Linked DNA regions of Mus musculus: all the other regions are linked to region 4. Evidence: chromatin contacts called from public Hi-C and promoter capture Hi-C data. All regions are on one chromosome and are shown on one strand. Each heading gives the region's core, a stretch centred on a gene start, on an enhancer-like site or on the middle of the called end of the contact. The rest is flanking DNA. Distances are from core to core; before and after follow the strand shown. Region 1 overlaps Pomt1 (protein-O-mannosyltransferase 1). Region 2 has its middle 26 kb from the start of Plpp7. Region 3 overlaps Hmcn2 (hemicentin 2). Region 4 holds the start of Qrfp (pyroglutamylated RFamide peptide).

The links. Promoter capture Hi-C pulls out the DNA fragments that hold promoters and counts their contacts. A called contact is a pair of places that touch in the nucleus more often than the background predicts.
Region 1: a promoter capture Hi-C map of liver shows a contact between it and region 4, with 2.7 times the contacts expected there. The contact joins the enhancer-like site here to the promoter of Qrfp in region 4. A contact is called at or near these places in 4 of 39 promoter capture datasets (embryonic stem cells, liver and pre-B cells), 1 of 15 datasets of contacts at CTCF or cohesin (large pre-B cells), 1 of 484 Hi-C or Micro-C datasets (CD4 T cells) and 1 of 9 other capture datasets (pancreatic islet).
Region 2: a contact with region 4 is called in a Hi-C map of pre-megakaryocyte-erythroid progenitors, with 3 times the contacts expected there. The contact joins the enhancer-like site here to the promoter of Qrfp in region 4. A contact is called at or near these places in 11 of 39 promoter capture datasets (the 3T3-L1 cell line, the C10 cell line, the HPC-7 cell line and 6 more), 2 of 15 datasets of contacts at CTCF or cohesin (large pre-B cells and pro-B cells), 20 of 484 Hi-C or Micro-C datasets (B cells, CD4 T cells, the G1E-ER4 cell line and 9 more), 7 of 115 datasets of contacts at active chromatin or transcription factors (the NIH/3T3 cell line, T-cell acute lymphoblastic leukemia, effector CD8 T cells and 4 more) and 1 of 9 other capture datasets (embryonic stem cells).
Region 3: a contact with region 4 is called in a promoter capture Hi-C map of the HPC-7 cell line, with 5 times the contacts expected there. The contact joins the enhancer-like site here to the promoter of Qrfp in region 4. A contact is called at or near these places in 6 of 39 promoter capture datasets (the HPC-7 cell line, cranial neural crest, hematopoietic stem and progenitor cells and 3 more) and 2 of 115 datasets of contacts at active chromatin or transcription factors (embryonic hindbrain and embryonic stem cells).

The regions. Positions count from the first base shown.
Region 1 is chr2:32,246,082-32,250,239 of GRCm38.p6, forward strand. Pomt1 (protein-O-mannosyltransferase 1) reads left to right here. Exons shown (of 20, transcript NM_145145.2): 11 at 1-29; 12 at 1,456-1,548; 13 at 2,534-2,630. Among named protein-coding and RNA genes, the nearest start is that of Pomt1, 12 kb to the left of the region's middle. Within about 2 kb of position 2,845, at least 19 of the 459 cell types and tissues checked have an H3K27ac peak or open chromatin away from gene starts, as enhancers often do. A contact at or near this core is called in liver, where this site is marked.
Region 2 is chr2:32,119,558-32,123,799 of GRCm38.p6, forward strand. No RefSeq gene overlaps it. Among named protein-coding and RNA genes, the nearest start is that of Plpp7, 26 kb to the left of the region's middle. Within about 2 kb of position 1,679, at least 53 of the 459 cell types and tissues checked have an H3K27ac peak or open chromatin away from gene starts, as enhancers often do. A contact at or near this core is called in the G1E-ER4 cell line, T-cell acute lymphoblastic leukemia, pre-B cells and 2 more, where this site is marked.
Region 3 is chr2:31,439,823-31,444,092 of GRCm38.p6, forward strand. All of the region lies in intron 85 of Hmcn2 (hemicentin 2), which reads left to right. Among named protein-coding and RNA genes, the nearest start is that of Ass1, 28 kb to the right of the region's middle. Within about 2 kb of position 2,904, at least 141 of the 459 cell types and tissues checked have an H3K27ac peak or open chromatin away from gene starts, as enhancers often do. A contact at or near this core is called in the HPC-7 cell line, hematopoietic stem and progenitor cells and hippocampal neurons, where this site is marked.
Region 4 is chr2:31,808,120-31,812,491 of GRCm38.p6, forward strand. Qrfp (pyroglutamylated RFamide peptide) reads right to left here and starts at 2,461. Exons shown (of 2, transcript NM_183424.4): 1 at 2,288-2,461; 2 at 1-799. The coding sequence starts at 799. The coding sequence ends at 425.

The DNA of each region.
Region 1 (4,158 bases), core at 1,595-4,094, 440 kb after region 4:
AACTGGTGGATCGTCAAGGATCCTGGGCGGTGAGTGTGGTTTCCTCAGAGCTCATTGGTCCATCCATCATAACTGGCAGATCGCTCTGCTGAGTCCTAGGCCTTCTTTTCACGAGTGCTTCCTGGCTAGAGACCTCTTTCTCCCAGAGCTTGAGTATCTGCTGCCAGCTGTTATTGTTATTGTGAGGCCAGGGCCGGGTCGGCATCCTCGGTGACCTGACTTAGCTTCTCTTAGGAACTGTGACAGGAATTGTGTCTGCTCCCCTCAAGAGGACCTAGTGTGGAGGCCTCTCTGTGCTCATTCTGTGTGCAGCCTGGCTGATAGTCTGCCTATCAATAAGATTCTTCTTCTTCTTTTTTTTTTAAGATTTATTTATTTTTATGTATGTGAGTACTCTGTTGCTGTCTTCAGACACACCAGGAGAGGGCATCAGATCCCTTTACAGATGGTCGTGAGCCACCATGTGGTTGCTGGGATTTGAACTCAGGACCTCTGGAAGAGCAGTCAGTGCTCTGAACCTCTGAGCCATTTCTCCAGGCCTGAGATTAATTTTTTACCAGCATTCACCCTCCATCCCTCACTCCGATGCCAGCACAGGCAGCCTCTAGGAGGCCTTACACTGGGCACTCTCCTTCCCTGCCTTCCCCGGTGTCCTGGCCCTATGGACTCTAGTTCCTGCCCTCGAGACTGCTACCATAACCTCCATGAGCACCTCACTACATCAGGCCCTTGGCCATCTCTGCACTCGCACACCTTCTTGCCAAGAATATGAAGGCTGGGTCCTTTGAGGAGGCCTCCTAGGCCAGTCTACACAAATGCGTACCCTCCTCTCCTGTCTCTTTTCCCCAGGCTGGCCCGTTTCCAATCTCATATGGTTGCTGACTTGGTTTGCACATCTGCATGTCTGTTTTTCTGACTCACAACAGTGAGTGAGGCCACCCTGACCCTGACCCTGTCTGTCCTGTCCAGCTGTTTCCCCAGCACTGGGGACTTGAGAAGTTCTAAGGGTTAGGGTGCTTATCTACTTGTTTGGTTTTGTGTTTTGTCTTTCTTTTTCCTGTTTTGTCTTTGAGATAGCATCTCTCCTTGTAGCCAAGCCTTGCCTCAAACTCTCAGTCCTCTCAAGAGCCTGAGCCTCCTAACCACTGGGACTGCGGGTGTGTACCCCCCACCCAGATAGGCGCTTAATTTTTATTTATTTATTTTTTGAGGTATGAAAAAGAGTATGCTGTCAACATGAAGATATAAGGTGGGGGAAGCAGTTAGTGTATTCTTCATAGATAGTGTGACAGTGGCAGATGGCATCACACTTGGCAGTGACCTTAGGTTGAGGAGCTTTAGAGGAAACACAAGTGCCTCGATTCCCAAGTGTCTGCTCGGAGACCTCAGTCTCAGCATCCCATAGAGCTTATCAAAAGGGGGCTGCGTGTCAGCCTGACAGCACTGTCTTCCTAGACACCAGCTGGTGGTAAACAACCCTCCCCGGCCTGTAAGACATGGAGACATTGTACAGCTCGTTCACGGCATGACCACCCGCCTCCTTAACACGTGAGTGCCCCAGTGCTTGTTCTGTCAGGGTCTCCTTCACTCTGTCTACATCCCACTCAGCCTGTTTCCGTCATCCTGACTTCTGCCTCCACCTCACTCCCGTGAGAATACACAGTGGGCTTCATGGCTTTTCTGCCCACAGCCCTCTCTCTAGTGACCCTCTCAGCTCTCCTGAGGCTCCTAGTGACCCTGACTAGTGTCACCCCATCACTTGGCCTCCCTGGTAGCCCTGAAGTAAGCAGCACAGCACCTCAGGGTTTCCCCACTCTCTTTACTGCTGGGGTACCTAAGGTCACCTTACCAGAAACCTGCCTGTACTGTCCCTCCTATAGATCTTATTCTGACACTCACTCTGTCTGGCAGCCCATCATCCACTGCTCACTGCTGGGCCTCTTCGGGCGCCTGGTGCATCCTGAGATGAAGTGAGTCCTGCCTGAGTAGCCTGGAGGTGACAGGCTGCTTGTGAACACTGAGGCTGACCCACACAGAGTAGCCTGCTGTCTCAGCGTGAGACCACTGTGCCCATCTCGCCCAGAGACAACAGTACTATACTGATTTTCCGAGTTCTGCCAGACCAGTGATACACTGGGGCCAGTTCTTAGACTCAGACTTCCAGTTCCTGGAACAGACATTCTATTCTCAGAGATTTGCTCACCTGTCCAAAGAGTGAGTGACACCCATCCAATTGTTTGACATCAATTCTGGACACACACAATGAAGACCCTCCCTCACAGATACACCAACAAGGCGGTTGGATCTGGGCAGTCCTGCAGTTGAGTCTTGGTTCTCAGATGACTTTAGGCTGTGTCATGTTGACCATTAAAGCCTGCCTTGGGGTGGCCCACATCCCGGATACATAGCCTCTGTGGGAGCTGCATTTGTGGCCAGCTTCCCTAGCCTTGGCAGGCAGAGCAGGCTTGGTTTCCAAAGGCACTGTTTTTCCCTTAGTGACACTCTAAGGAATAGCTCTGCTCTGCTCTTGCAGGCACGATGTCGCAGCCCCACTGAGCCCCCATTCTCAAGAAGTCTCCTGCTACATTGACTATAACATCTCCATGCCTGCCCAGAACCTCTGGAAACTGGTGAGTTCCGTGCTGGCCTGGGTGCAGCAGGGTCTCATGGCGGTCAGTGGGAGCACCTGCTCCCTACCTCAGAGTACCCAGAATGCCTCCTCAGATGAAGGGTTCAAATGGAAACTTGGATAAGAAACTTTGATTTAGCAAGTCTGAGATGTCCCAATGGGGAGCAGTCACCTCATCAGGCCGAGAGTCCTCTGGGCCTCAGGCATGGATTGGGAAAGTTCCAAGTGCTGTGTCTTCCCTGCCAGGGCCTTTCGGGTCAGGGCTGTTCCAGCTGCAGCTGCCTCATGGACTGTTCACTTTTTCACCCTCTGGCCTAGTTTCTTTCTGGTGCTGTGTCAAAAGCAACTTAGAGAGGAAAGGGTTAAGCTACAGTCCACCCCTCTTCGAGTCAGGGCAGGAACTTACTGAAACCGTGGAGGAGCACTGTCACTGGCTCACTCCCACATTCAGGCTTTCCTGCCCAGGATCTGCCCAGGGAATAGAACCACCCACAATGGGCTGGGCATTCCCACAGCAAGTAACAGCCAAGGTAACTCCCTCACAAATATGCCAGTAGGACAGTCTAATCTGGACAGCCCCTCAGTTGAGACTCCCTCCTCAAAAGTCTCTGGGCTGTGTCACATTGATAATTAAAGCTAAGTAAGACACCCTCCCACCACAGACATGGCAGCCTCCGCCACTCCTGTGTCCCAGGGGAAGCCTCCCAGCCAGTTCTTACCCATAGCCCACAGGAGCACAAGCAGTTTCCTGGTGAGGGCCTTGGCCATCAGAGGGCGATTTCACTGCGACAGTGTCCTTCTGGTGACAGTCATCTGCTCTCCTGGCTCCTGCTAGTGCTCCTTCCCTGTCCTGGCCCAAAGTGTTATTCTTGCCTGAAGCCTACTTCCTCGTCCTGGCCCAATGTCAAATTCCTACCAAGCGGTCCCAAAAGCTCTCCACAGCCTACCTAGGTAGCACCATGCCAGTTTACTGCCTTCGCCAGCACAGGTCTGTCTGGGGGGGCTGCTTTCATTGGCACACCTGACCCACCTTTACCTGTTTTCCCCTTGGATGTGCGGCACACTTCCATGGCCGTTTCCATCCTGCTGCTTAATCCCTCCCGAGTGGGCCTGACTGATAAAAGGCCGGCGTCCCTTCTCGTTGGAAGCTGTCTCAGGAGGAATGGCACTGAGTCTCACTGACCTCCCTGCCAGCTTGCTGCCAGTGGCTCCATTGCTGACCTGTGCCCCTGCCCCCTTCCTAGCAGCCCTTTGAGTACCACTTACCCATGTCAGATGGAGCCTCCAGAAAGGGGAGCAGGCCTCAGGAGCGGCTGCCTGGCCCAGGATGGCTTGTCTAGGAACCATCCCTGTTTTGGCTAGAGTTCTGTGTCCTCTTGTCTGAATAGGTATCTTTTGAGTCCCCGTGGCTAGCTCAAATGCTGTGTTGTAAAGGGCGTATGGGGTCATGGAGGGTCTGTAGTGCCAAGGACTAGCTAGCGACCTGTGCTTCCTTTGCTGGAGAGCTTAGCCCAGACCAAACTGATTCC
Region 2 (4,242 bases), core at 429-2,928, 310 kb after region 4:
TGCTCTTATTAAAAGAAAAGGGGGATCTGTGGGGAGCCGCCCTCACATTCGCCGTTACAAGATGGCGCTGACATCCTGTGTTCTAAGTGGTAAACAAATAATCTGCGCATGTGCCAAGGGTAGTTCTCCACCCCATGTGCTCTGCCTTCCCCGTGACGACAACTCGGCCGATGGGCTGCAGCCAATCAGGGAGTAATACGTCCTAGGCGGAGAATAATTCTCCTTAAAAAGGGACGGGGTTTCGCCATTCTCTCTCTTGCTCTGGCTCTTGCTCTCTTGCGCTCTTGCTCTGGCTCCTAAAGATGTAAGCAATAGAGCTCTTGCTCTCTTGCTCCTAAAGATGTAAGCAATAAAGCTTTTGCCGCAGAAGATTCCGGTTTGCTGCGTCTTTCCTGGCCGGTCGCGAGAACGCGGGTAAGAAATATTAAAAAAAAAAAAAAAAAAAAAAGCAGAGACACCCACAGAAAGCCACCATGTAAGAAAAAAAGAGAAGGCAGCCACCTGAACGGAGCCTGAACAAAGCCTTAGGAGGAAGCAAGACCAACGTAAATGCTGTGTGAATGAGGAGTGGAAGGCCCAGAGGGGACAAGGGAGGGAACAGCAGGAACTAGAAAATCCCACAATTTCAGGATCCACTGCCATCTGGCTCAGCAAGGACTGAACATCTGGTCACTGCTGGGACCATAGCGATTATGTAACCAGTGTGTGCACGTAACCATCACCAGCCCGCACCAGCCATCACCAGCCCTCACCAGCCCACACCAGCCCACACCAGTCCTCACCAGCCCTCACCAGCCCACACCAGTCCTCACCAGCCCTCACCAGCCCTCACCAGCCCACATCAGCCCACACCAGTCCTTGTTGGGTCTCCTCCATCTGACTTTTTCTTGCTTTGGGGAAAAGATATCACAATCAGGGAGAATCAGTCATGGGACTTAACTGACCCCACGCTGCAGTAACTCAGAGTCCTGCTGTTGTCTAGCCTCCTCACATGCCCCCATACACTCCCACGCACATGCGGCCTGGCTGGCTTATGTAAACTCTCACGTAGGGGATCCTAGCCTGCATGTTCTGCACAGTGATCATTGTCCTGTGTTTAACTCTTCATGTGTTAGCGCTCACATGCAGGCAGTGTGGATGTGAGCTTGCGTGTTTAGGCTTAAAGAGAAATGCACATGTATGTGCACACCATACAAACACACTGGGAAACCCTAGCCTACTCAATGCGACTCAGTCTTGAGAAAGAGAGAGAGAAGACAGACAGACAGACAAAACAGAAAGACAGACAGTGAGAGAGTCAGAGAGAGAAGCAGAGAGACAGAGAGGCAGAGGCAGAGACACAGAGAAAACAGAAAGAAAGAGAGAGAGAGGGAGGGAGGGAGGGAGGGAGGGGAGGGGAGGGGAGGGGAGGGGAGGGGAGGGGAGGGGAGGGGAGGGGAGGGGAGAGGAGAGGAGAGGAGAGGAGAGGAGAGGAGAGGAGAGGAGAAGAGAAGAGAGAGAAGAGAAGAGAAGAGAAGAGAAGAGAAGAGAAGAGAAGAGAAGAGAAGAGACGAGACGAGACGAGACGAGACGAGACGAGACGAGACGAGACGAGACGAGACGAGACGAGAAAAGAGAGGAAACCTGGCCACAGGATGTGGCTTGCTGATGGCATAGTCCACCAGGAGAATCAGTAGTAGGTCTGCTGGGCCCAGAGAAAACCCCACCCACCAGCAGCCCAGCTGTGCAGTCTGGCAGTGACTGTCTCCCCCTTTCCCAAGGCCTACTCAGGGACCAGCCTGGAGAGGGGAATCCAGCTGGGATTCAGGAGAGAAACATCTGGAGTCCTGAAGCTACCTCGGCCTCTGGGCCTCTGCTCCATTGCTTCTACTGTGAGGACAGCCTGTGTGGAATCTCTGCCTGAGGTGCTGACCTTCCTCCCACCCGGGAAGGCTGGCAGAGGCATGGCTGTGAGGCACCCCAGCTTAGAGTCAGGGAGTTGCACTGAGGAACTCTGGCCTCTGGGATGACCTGGTTCACCTTCTCTCCCTCTCCTAGAAGAAAGAAATCCTACTAGCCCTGTGCCTTGGGCCTGCAGATGTGCAACCAGTCTCTTGAGAACCTTGGGAGGAACAGGGAGAATTTCTTTAAGAAATGACCCGATCATCAGCTTATTATTATGTGTTTTGGTTACACAGTTCTTTTTCATTATTAAAAAAATAGAATCTACACAGGAACACCAAAGACAAAAATATTTTTGTCAGTCCTTTCCAGAAAAAGTCCTTTTTCTTTTCTCTGCATTAGTAAAAGTGTAGACAATTTTTGGAACAACAACACAAACTGTATAGAATTTTGTGATCTACTTTCCTTCCTTCCTTTTTTTTTTTTTTTTTTTTTTTTTTTTTTTTTTTTTTTGAGACAGGGTTTCTCTTTTCTAAACTGTTTCTTTACCAGTAACTGGACGCTATGCTACGCTGTTGACTCATGGTGGCCAGGTCAGGGTCTTGTCTAGATATTTTTTTGTAGTTTTTGTTGTTGTCTTTTAAATTTCAATGTTTTGTCTGCATGTAGTATTAACCCCAAAGATGAGAGGAGAAAGATCTCTGACCCAAATCATCATGGCCAAATCAATTCAAGCAAACAATTAATTAAAGCAAGCTTTTTTATTTGTGTACACAGGCTGCCTCCCCCTAAGGCGGGACTGGAGAGGTCAGCCTCGGAGGTGAGGAAGACAAAGCTGTTAGAGTTCAGGGGTAGGGGGGTTCCAAATGGGGGATTTGGTGGGGTTACAGGGGCAGAACATAAGCATATGCTTTAGTCCAAAGACCTCCTCAAACAAAGACGTGCTTACAAAGTGGGCAGAACAAGATCGTCCTTTTCTAACAAAGGTGAGGTTGCAAAATGGTTATAAACAACTTTTTGGAATAAAGACAAGACTGCCATTCCTGGAACAGGCCATGCAGAACCATTTGCAGTTAAGGTTACAGGTGGGGCATAGCCCAATCCTTGAGAAACAGAGGCTTAATCATAAAGAGGATTGAATCTAGATTGTATTTACTGTAAAATGGCTTTTAAGCCCAAGATGGAGGCAGGCTGGTTCTTCATTTTTCCCCTTGTCTTATGTGTCCCTGTTAAATCCTTGATAGGGTTTTAGCTTCTTTATCTGAAGGGGGGACTTTATAATGTATCAAAAGATGCATTGTTCATTCATAAGTTAGACCTGTTTGATTAGCATAGATAGAACAAATATTTTAAGTCCATATAATTGTGATATGCCAATAGTTTATATAGATGGCTCTTTCGTCCCATTTGCCTAGGAATTTCCTCAGACCTAATATTTCAGTCCTTTGTTGAGGACAAGGGTGACATACTCTCTTCTGTAACTACTTCCTGCTGAAATTAGGACTCCCTTGTTGGGGCCTAGGAAGGATGGAATGTTAGTCAAGGCCAGGAAGGAATTCAAGCGTTAGGACACTTATCAGAAGGATCTGGTTCAATAACCCAGCTGAGGAGACAAGGAGCAGTCATCTCCACTGGACTGGTCCATGTCGGCTTTCAGCGAGTCCAGGGATTTCTGGTTTTGTAGGACTTCCTGAGGCTGGCATAGTGTAGATCATCTTTGGAGCACTTTACAGTCTGCATCTGATTTCCGGACGATGTGTCTCCCAGCTGAGTGGAACTCTGCCAAGATGGATATAGGCTATAGACAGGACTTACAGATCGTTTTGTTTTGTTTTGTTTTGTTTTGTTTTGCTTGTCTTGTCTTGTCTTGTCTTGTCTTGTCTTGTCTTGTCTTGTCCTGTCCTGTCCTGTCCTGTCCTGCCCTGTCCTGTTCTGTTCTGTTTTGTTTTGTTTTGTTTTGTTTTTTCAAAACAGTGTTTTTCTGTATAGCCCTGGCTGTCCTGGAATTCATTTTGTAGACCAGGCTGGCCTCAGACTCAGAAATCCACCTGCCTCTGCCTCTCAAGTGCTGGGATTAAAGGCATACACCACAACTGCCAGGCCAAACTTAAAGATCTTCTTTCTTTTTTTCTTTTTTAAAGATTTATTTATTATATATAAGTACACTGTAGCTGTCTTCAGACACACCAGAAGAGGGCATCAGATCTCATCACAGATGGTTGTGAGCCACCATGTGGTTGCTGGGAATCGAATTCAGGACCTGTGGAAAAGCAGTCAGTGCTCTCAACCGCTGATCCATCTCTCTAGCCTGAACTTAAAGATCTTAAAAGAAATGTTTATACTTGGAGCTTCCCCTGGAGT
Region 3 (4,270 bases), core at 1,654-4,153, 370 kb before region 4:
CCAGGACTTGCTGAACAACCAGGCCAACCTAACAGACAAGCTCCAGGCCAATGAAAAGTCCCTGCCTCAGTAAACAAGGTGGACAGCAACTAACGCTGATCTCTGAGCACCATGTGCATGCATGCATGAGCACGCGCGTGTACACACACACACACAGCTGTCTATCCTAGATTACATTTTTTAATTTTATGTACTTTTGTGTTTTGCCTGCGTGCATGTCTGTGAGAGTGTGTCAGGTTCCTGAAACTGGAGTCAGAGACAGTTGTGAGCAGCCAAGTAGGTGCTGGGACTTAAACCCAGGTCCTCTGGAAGAATAGACAAGTGCTCTTAACCACTAAGTCAGCCCACCTTAGATTGTATTTTTGTCTACAATTTTCATAACTATGGTTCTCACATGGGGCCTATGATCCAGAATGAGTTAATTTTTAAGTGAGGTAAGGGTGTAGTCTTCAATGTGTTTTTCTTTTTCATCTGGACTCCAGCTGTTCTGGGCTGTTTCTTAGTTTCTCACCGGATGCAGAATGGTGGTTAGACCAAGCCTCTATACTTGTTTGCTAAACTGATCACTAAGTATTTCTTATTTTGCCTAAAATTGCTTGATTTGGGGGCTTTCATTGCTAGTGTGGATATTAACGGATGATTTTATTGGGTGGGGGAGGTCACAGGGCCTTGAACTCACAATCTTTCTGTCTCTACCTCAGAGTACAGGGGTTACAGGCCTGCTCCACCACAATATATTCTGCTTGGGAGATTGAACCCAAGGCTGTTTGCATGCTATGCTAATGAAGCATTCTAACTGCGAGCTACAGGCCTGCTGAGGGTGAGCTACAGGCCGGGGCGGCTATAGGCCCAGCCCTTGGAAGTCAGAGAACAAATTTGGGGAGTTGGTTCTCTCTCTGTCTTGTAAACTCTAGGCTGACTGGCCTGCAGGCTTCTAGCTGATCTCACCAGAGGAATGCTGGGCCTGAGGCTGATGTAATGTATCAATCCTGAGGCTCTGCACTTCTCCTCAGCCCGCCCTGGGTTTTTATAACTTGATATTATGCCCTGTGGCCTCACTAGCTTGTTTTGTTGTTGTTTGGTTTTTTGGTTTTTCAAGACAGGCTTTCTCTGTGGCCCTGGCTGTCCTAGAACTCACTCTGTAGACCAGGCTGGCCTTGAATTCTGAGATCTACCTGCCTCTGCCTCCCGAATGCTGGGACCAAAGGCGTGCGTCACCACCTCCTGGCTGACAGCTTGGTTTTGAATTCTGGTGGATTTCACGTAGCTTCTGCAGGGTTGTCCCGGAGTGGGCTCTTCCGTGTGTCACATATGAACAGAGTTCTCTTCTTTCCTGTCCATCCTTTGGCGACTGTGCCTCACCCTGCTTGCTGACTCAGCAGCCACCCTAGAAAGCCACCGTCCTCACCAGCCTACCTAACTACAGTTTTGGTGGAGAGCATCCATCCTGTCTGTCTGATGTGAGGACAACTGTCTGTCCTGCCCAGGGCTCCCTTTATTCTCAGTTTGTCAGGCTCTTTTGTGAAGGATGGGGTAGACCTGATAATAGACGAAGCTGAGTGTGTCCCATGCTTACTCAGAACAGCCAGAAACCTTCATATGGCAGCAGAAAAAAAAAAAAAAACCTGAAGGGAATAGTAAGGGAGACTGAGGCTCTCAGGCCCAGGCCCAGGCCCAGGCCCAGGCCGTGGGCACCTCTACTGACTGTCAGGTGCGGCTGAGAGTTATAGCTATGATCTCACAAAACATAACCGACAGGAAGCCCAACAAAAGCTCCTTCTCTTTTCTCCAACCAAAAGAAAGACTGTAGGATGGAGGAGATGGCTCAGGGGGTAAAGGTGGGTTGCCATGGAGATGATAGTCTGAGTTCAATTGCTAGGACCTGTGTGGTGGAACCTACATACACACACACACACACACACACACACACACATAAGCACACTCACGCACATGCGCGCGCACACAGTAAATACACATACAACATATACACATGCACTCTCACCACTACCACCACACAACACACACACATATACATGCACAACACACACACACACACAACAGACAACATGTACACATTCACCATCACCACTACCATCACACAACATACAACACACATCACACACACAAAATATATTTTAAACATTTAACTCTGTGTGTGTGTGTGTGTGTGTGTGTGTGTGTGTGTGTGTGTGTGTACAGTAAAGGGGCTGTAGAGTCCAGAGTGGGAGTTTACAGGCAGTTATGAGTCGTGTGAATTCTGGGAACCAAACCCATCCCTCTGCAGGAACAGTTTGCAGCCTTGACCACTGAGCCATCTCTCCAGCCCCTAAATAAATGAATGTAATTTAAATTAAAATTTTAAACCAGGGAAAGAATGAGCAGAGGATGAGGCAGGAAGATAAATTGCTAGGACAGTCATCTTGCTCCAGTTTCCGTGGGAATCACTATGTACAGCCTGCACCATGCATAGATGAGTTCCCTGATACCCTGAACAGGGACCATCACTGTCCCCAGGGTCAGGCCTAATGAGGACACAGGACTAGCCCCACTTCTCTCATGAGGGAACCCTCTCTCTACGGTTAGTGGGAGCCCTACTGGGAATCCTGAAGACCCCAGCTGCCCAACTATGGTGCTGAGCCCCTCTAGTGTTCTAGGGTGTCAACAGAGGCCTGCGACGAGCAGGCCTGACAGTGCTGGCTATGTCTTCTCTCCCCGTGGAGGAGGGAGGCTGGTGCGAGACCACATCCATTACACGCTGCTGGAGTCATGCTGTTTCAGCTGCAATGGGAACTCTCTGGCTCAATCAGGAACCAGGAAATGATCAGCCTGAAGGCACAGTGACAGCCAGCCCACACAGGAGAGAGCACAGACATATGACTCAGCAGCCAGAAGGTCTGAAACTACTTCATCAGACATTGTAAGCATGACAGAAGACCTGGAGCTGAATTTCAGCCTCAGGTGGCTGTAGAGTGGGTCACTGATCATCCATCTCTGGTCTTCCTCTACCCACATCTTTCCCTCTACCAGAGCTGAAGGGAGCGGCCAGCCCACGTCTCCTCCACACCCTCCTTGCTGTTGTTAAAGTTCTGCCAGGTTCTCTGGACTCCTCAGCCAGGCTCTGGAGTGGCCATTTGACTCCTCCGGTTTTCTTCCCCTGTGTACTTCAGCCCCTGGAATTGTCTCCTCTGCCACCGACTTGCAGGGGGGCCCTGGTTATAGAAAGCTAGTGGCTTTCGCAGCTGGCCTGTGGGGATGCCATGTGGGATGGGGGTGAGGAGCAGGGTAAGCAGAGCCCTGGGCAGTCCAGCAGGCTGACACTGTTGTCAGCCACGGTTCTGGAAATCTGTTGTGTGTCGTCGGATCTTTGGCTATCTTCTTGGGCCCTGAAATAATATTTGTCAATTCCGCTGAAGTTTCATACTTTCTGAGGGAGGAGGGCTTGTGGAGGACCGCTTTACTCAGCCATGGCTGCCGGGTGCTTCCACACTCTTGTTTCATTCTAATTTTTTAAGATGTAAAACGTTTTATTTTATGTGTGAGAACTCTCTCTCCAGCCCTTGACCTTCATCTAAATGGAATCCAGGTGCTAGGACAAGCTTGGTGGCAGAGCACTTCTCTAGTTGAGTATGTTGTGGCCCAGGGTTCTACCTCCAGCTCCACTAAAAGCAGAAAGAAGCTATGACTGGGACCGTGTTACCGCTCCGGTCCTTCACACAGCACTGTGACACCGTCCATGCTGTCACATTGCTGATGTTGCTTCCGTGCTCCCCAGTGGATTCTTTCCAGTTTGGGGGATTTTGAGCAGCTTGGCAGGGAGATTCATATTGCTGAGGAGCACACCTGCATTTCTGTTGGGATGAATCCCACAGCTGAGTTGTGAGGTCACACAGCACACAGCTTTCGTAGAACTGGCTGTAGTGAGCTGAGACCCTCAGGAAGTTCTCAGGAGTCTAGCTCTTTATCCCCTTCAGACAGGGTCTGTTACTGAAACTGGAGCTATACTGGCAGGCAGCAAGCCCCGACAATCCTCTTTTCTCTGCCCTCCACAGCGCTGGGTTACAGTTACAGGCAGGCACTGCCATGACTGGTGCTTTTTAAAATAACACTTTAATTCTTTGAGAATTTGATCCAATGTGTCTTAATCATGTTCCCCCGCTCCTCCTGCTAACTCCTCTGAGATCACCTTCCCACCCACTCCTAACTTTGTGTTCTTTTTGTTTTGTTTTGTGGTTTTTGTTGTTGTTGTTGTTTTGTTTTGTTTTTGTGGAGT
Region 4 (4,372 bases), core at 1,211-3,710:
TATCCACGGCCCCAGCACAGCCTCAATGCGCTGCCACTGGGGACCGGGGACTGCTCCAGTCAGACCACTGGGGAAAGTCGGAGGCTGAGACAGACAGCAGCCCGAGTCATGGGCTAGGATAAGGACACATTGTCTTACTGACCAAGACAAGCTTGGTCCTCCTGTGTGCAGGGTTTCAGGAGTAGGGTGGGGTGGAGGGAGGAGAGGGGATTGCTCATTTTGGTTTTTTGTTTGTTTGTTTGGTTTTTTTTTTTTTTCTTGAACACCACCCAGATTTCTCACTTTAGCAAAGTTGGAAATGAAAATGTGAACACACCTATTCACCACCACTAGTGCACTGTGATACTCTCTCCGGGTCTGGGTTCCTGAGGTTGGGGCCGGGGCAACAGTAGACGGTCAGACGGGGCAGAGTCCACGCAGGCCCTCACCGTCCAAAGCGGAAGCTGAAGCCTCCCTTCCTCCGGCTGTAGCTGCTCAGCTCCTCTGCCAGAGTCCCCAGAGGGCCGCTGGCCTTCTCCGAGTCGGCGGGCAGGAACCCTGCGGCCTCACTGCTACCGTCTTGCCTCCCTAGACGGAAGCCGGTGTGCTCCCTGTGGGAGGCCTGCTGCTCCCTGGCCACCACAAGCAGGGCCTGTGGCTGTGGATTTTGAACCGAGTTGGGGGGATGTCCCTCAGCCAGCTGGGCCCAGTTCATCCTGGCTCCGATGTCACCGATGTCTGTGGGTCCCCTTCTGTCCAGCAGGGGAAAGCAGGCACTCAGAGGGAGAAGTAGGGAAAGCAAAGGCCGGAAGCCCCTCATCTGAGCAGAGGAGGGAGAGAGAGGAGGGGGTAGTGGCCAGCATTTGGCCACATGCAATCCCTGGCCCCAGGCTTCCCAAGGTCTGGGCAGCCCTTGGAGGGATAGCTGCTGACTGTGCTTAGCCTGGTTCCCTAGCACCCAGGACACCAGGCTGTCGTAGCCACCGCGGGAGCCAGCTGGACCAATTAGTCTGATTCCTATTCACCTGTAGCCGGGGAGCTGCCTGCCTTGGTGGCTCAGTACTGGAATACCAGAGCTGCCAGCTGGCTTGCAGAGGTACCCGGGTGGCCCTCGGGGCTGTGTGCATTTGGGTTCAATTTTCTATTATAATTATTGACTCTTGGGCCGTAGGCAGAGTGAGAAGCTGCCGTGTTTTCAACTTGATAATGAATAGGTCTAGCAGCTCTGCTGGGAAACCCCACTGTCTCCCTAATTCAGGAACAAGTTGCTCTTGGGAGGGGGAAATGGGCCTGGTGGCCCTTGTGTAAGTCAAACTCCTACCTGGGGAGGAGCTAGAGGCAAGGCTGGGGACAGCCAGCACCCACTGAGCTCCCACTGGGCAGGACAGGCTCTGGTGAATGGGTTTCTCTGTACAGTAAGTCTGTCTACAGCAAACGCTGCCCCACCACACAGCTCTGGGCTCTAATGTCAGTGTGGTTTCTCCCTGTGCCAGTCTCTAGGGAAATGATTGCTTCCTGATGATAGCCATCCAGCCCACCAACCCCGGGGCCACCCCCCCTAGGACCTCAGGCACAGAGAGCCTCAGGGTTTGCCCTAGGTCCTACAGCTTTATAAGAAAGAGAGCTGAATTCAAGGTAGCCTCATTACTCTGTGCCCCCATACCTGTCTCATTGTCTCGAGGTCCCCCCCCCCACATCCCTTGGTGGGAACTGTTCCCTTCCCTCACAGAGGATGCTTGTGTTTGCAGTGACCATGGGTGAGCTGAGCCGAGCTGGCTCATCCTCTGAGGAAGCCCCTGAAGCTGGAAGTGGCGGGGGACGGAGGGGGGAGGGGGGGGGACAGGGGGGACGACTTCTTTCCAGAAACAGCTCCCTTGAAAACATTTCAAAGAAGTGAGCGCAGCCAGAAAGCTTCAAAAACAACAACAAAAGCAGCCCTGCTTTCTACCCAAATCCAGCTTGCTAAGCCCCCTAGTCCCCAGGGCCTGGAGTAGCCTCCAGTCTGCTGCTGCTAAAGGGGCTTCCTCAGGCACGGGTGGAGAGGGCAGGGCCCCCCACATGGGACAGACAAGTCTCATTCCCTTCTCCCCATAGAAGGGGAGGACCAGGAATGGTCTTTATCCCCAGAGATTAATACTTCCTGGCTGGCATCTAGGGCCGGCTGGCTCTGGTGGAACTTGAGCTGAGGATGAAGCTGCGGGTCTCCCACACACCCGCCCTTCCTGGTGTGTGGCTCGTGGTGCTGGCTGTACCCGCCTGCACCCAGCTCACCTGGAGAGCCTGGCCTCCCGTCCCTTGCTGTACTCACTGTGCTGAGGGCTGCTCTAAGAAGGGCAGGTGAGTCCCTGGACCCCAGTTGTCAGGCAGAGCTGCTCAGGTCCCGGTCCAGCAGGCATGGCTCTGGGGTTCCCCCGCTTTATAAAGCTCCCTGGAGAGGCGAGCCCCAGCCTGCCTGATTGCTATGCATTCCTAGCCCCAGGATTCCTTTGGGGCTGCTGGTGGTGAAGGAAGGGGCACCGTGGGCCAAAGGACAAAGAGACAACGCAAACAGGATGTGGTCTGATGAAGAGTGGCGGGCGCCACCCTTGCAGCACAGAGAGCATCATCACGGGTCAACCGCGGGCTCAGACACTGGAGGTTCCCGGTGGAGACATGGAGGCCCACTCTTGAGAACCCTGATGGTGGCCCTGCCTTGGTCTCCCTCCAGAGACGGTGGGCTTACAGAGGCAGCATCCTCACTGCTGAGAGGGCTTGGAGGGTCATGGACACCCAGTCCCTTCTGTAGGCAGATGAGGTGTTCTGGTATATGATATACCCCTCCTTAGGAGCCTCGGGAGACATGAAACTGGGCAGGAATTCTTGGTTCTGAGGGGTTCAAGGTTTAGAACTCATGGCTAAGCAGGTCCCTCTCGGGCGACAGCTCCAGCAACACACTCAGTCTGTGACAACAGTGGTATGTTCTGTCTCTCTCACCATGCGGCCTCATGGCTGGTCATACTTTCCAGAGTTGGCTGCCCATCCAGACATAAAGCCACAGGGCCTGCCCTTCTAAATGGCGGAGTATGATCATACCTACCTCCCCAGTGGCTGTCAAGGTGGCTGGGAGATAAGGCATCGAGTTAGCTAGGTGTAGACTTGGCAAAGGTGTAGGGCAGGTAATGAGGCCTTCCTCCCACACTGGCACCCTCAGGAAGGACAGGGTTGTCTGTCACCACCACCCCTAACCACACACCATGACTTCTCTTCCGCTGAGTCCACGGCTGGGTGCTGTTCTTACCGGCCGGCACCACCGCAGTGAGTGTGTGTCTGCAGGGGCTGTAGATACCTCATCTCCATAGCCTCCTCCTTTTACCAGACTCCCTCTGGATGCTGACCACGGGTGCTCTGGCCAAGGTGTGGTCACTGCCCATTCCAGGGCCACTACTCAGTGCAGTTCTTCCGGTGACTAATGACAATGCCCCACCCACACACCCTGGATTCAGCAACTGCATGGTAGGGTGGGACCCTTCCCCTGTGGCCCACTCAGTTCCTCAGTTCACACTGGGCTCCCACCTGCCGTGCTGTGACTATGGGGCTGGGAGGCCAGCTCAGACATTTGCTTTAATCAAACACTTGGCTCTGAGGGCTGGGCAGACTCCCAAAGCGCTTTTCAGGCACACTCCTGGGTTCCTGCCTGCATCTGTCCCTCTGATCCTTGAGCCCCAGTGTCTTCAGCTACTGTCCGCCATGATGGGGGACCTTGCCAGCAGCTGCTGTCCAGGCCAGCGTGGAGTCTGGAGTTGAGGGTGTTTCTGATGTCATCGAGCAGGATGGGCCTTGTCAAGGTTAGAGGCTGAGCAAAGAAGGAAGCAGTGTTACAGGAGGAATTGGGGTGGGGGGTAGCTTTCCAGGAGGTTCCAAGGCTCTCTGAGTTGCAGTCCTGAGGGCACAGGGCTCCATGCAGCCTGTCCAGGCTTCCTTGCAGCCTGGCTTCTGGACCCATCTGTGTTTCTCATGGTGTGAGGGAGGGCTGAGACTGGGTGAGAAAGGGTATATTCATGACAGCCAGTCTGGGCTGTGCCCTTGCAGGTTCCTGGTTTCATCTGAATGATCCCCCCCCCCCCCCAGAATAGGACCCAGCTTGGAACACCATATGGCTATGATCTCCATCAGCCCCGAACCTCTGAAATTGATGATGTCACAACACTCCTCAAGTCATGAAGAACACACCCTTCTCATAAATGTTCACCACCACTGGGGTCTCCCCAGTCTCCTCACAGAACCCCAGGGAGATTTCTTCCCTCAGTCCTACACCCTGTAGATGGCTCGTCCTCAAGCCCCTTGATAGTTCTAGAGAGTTCTGTGAGATTGGGTCGGTGAGACCCATCCAGCTGGCTCTTGAAGCCACAGACAG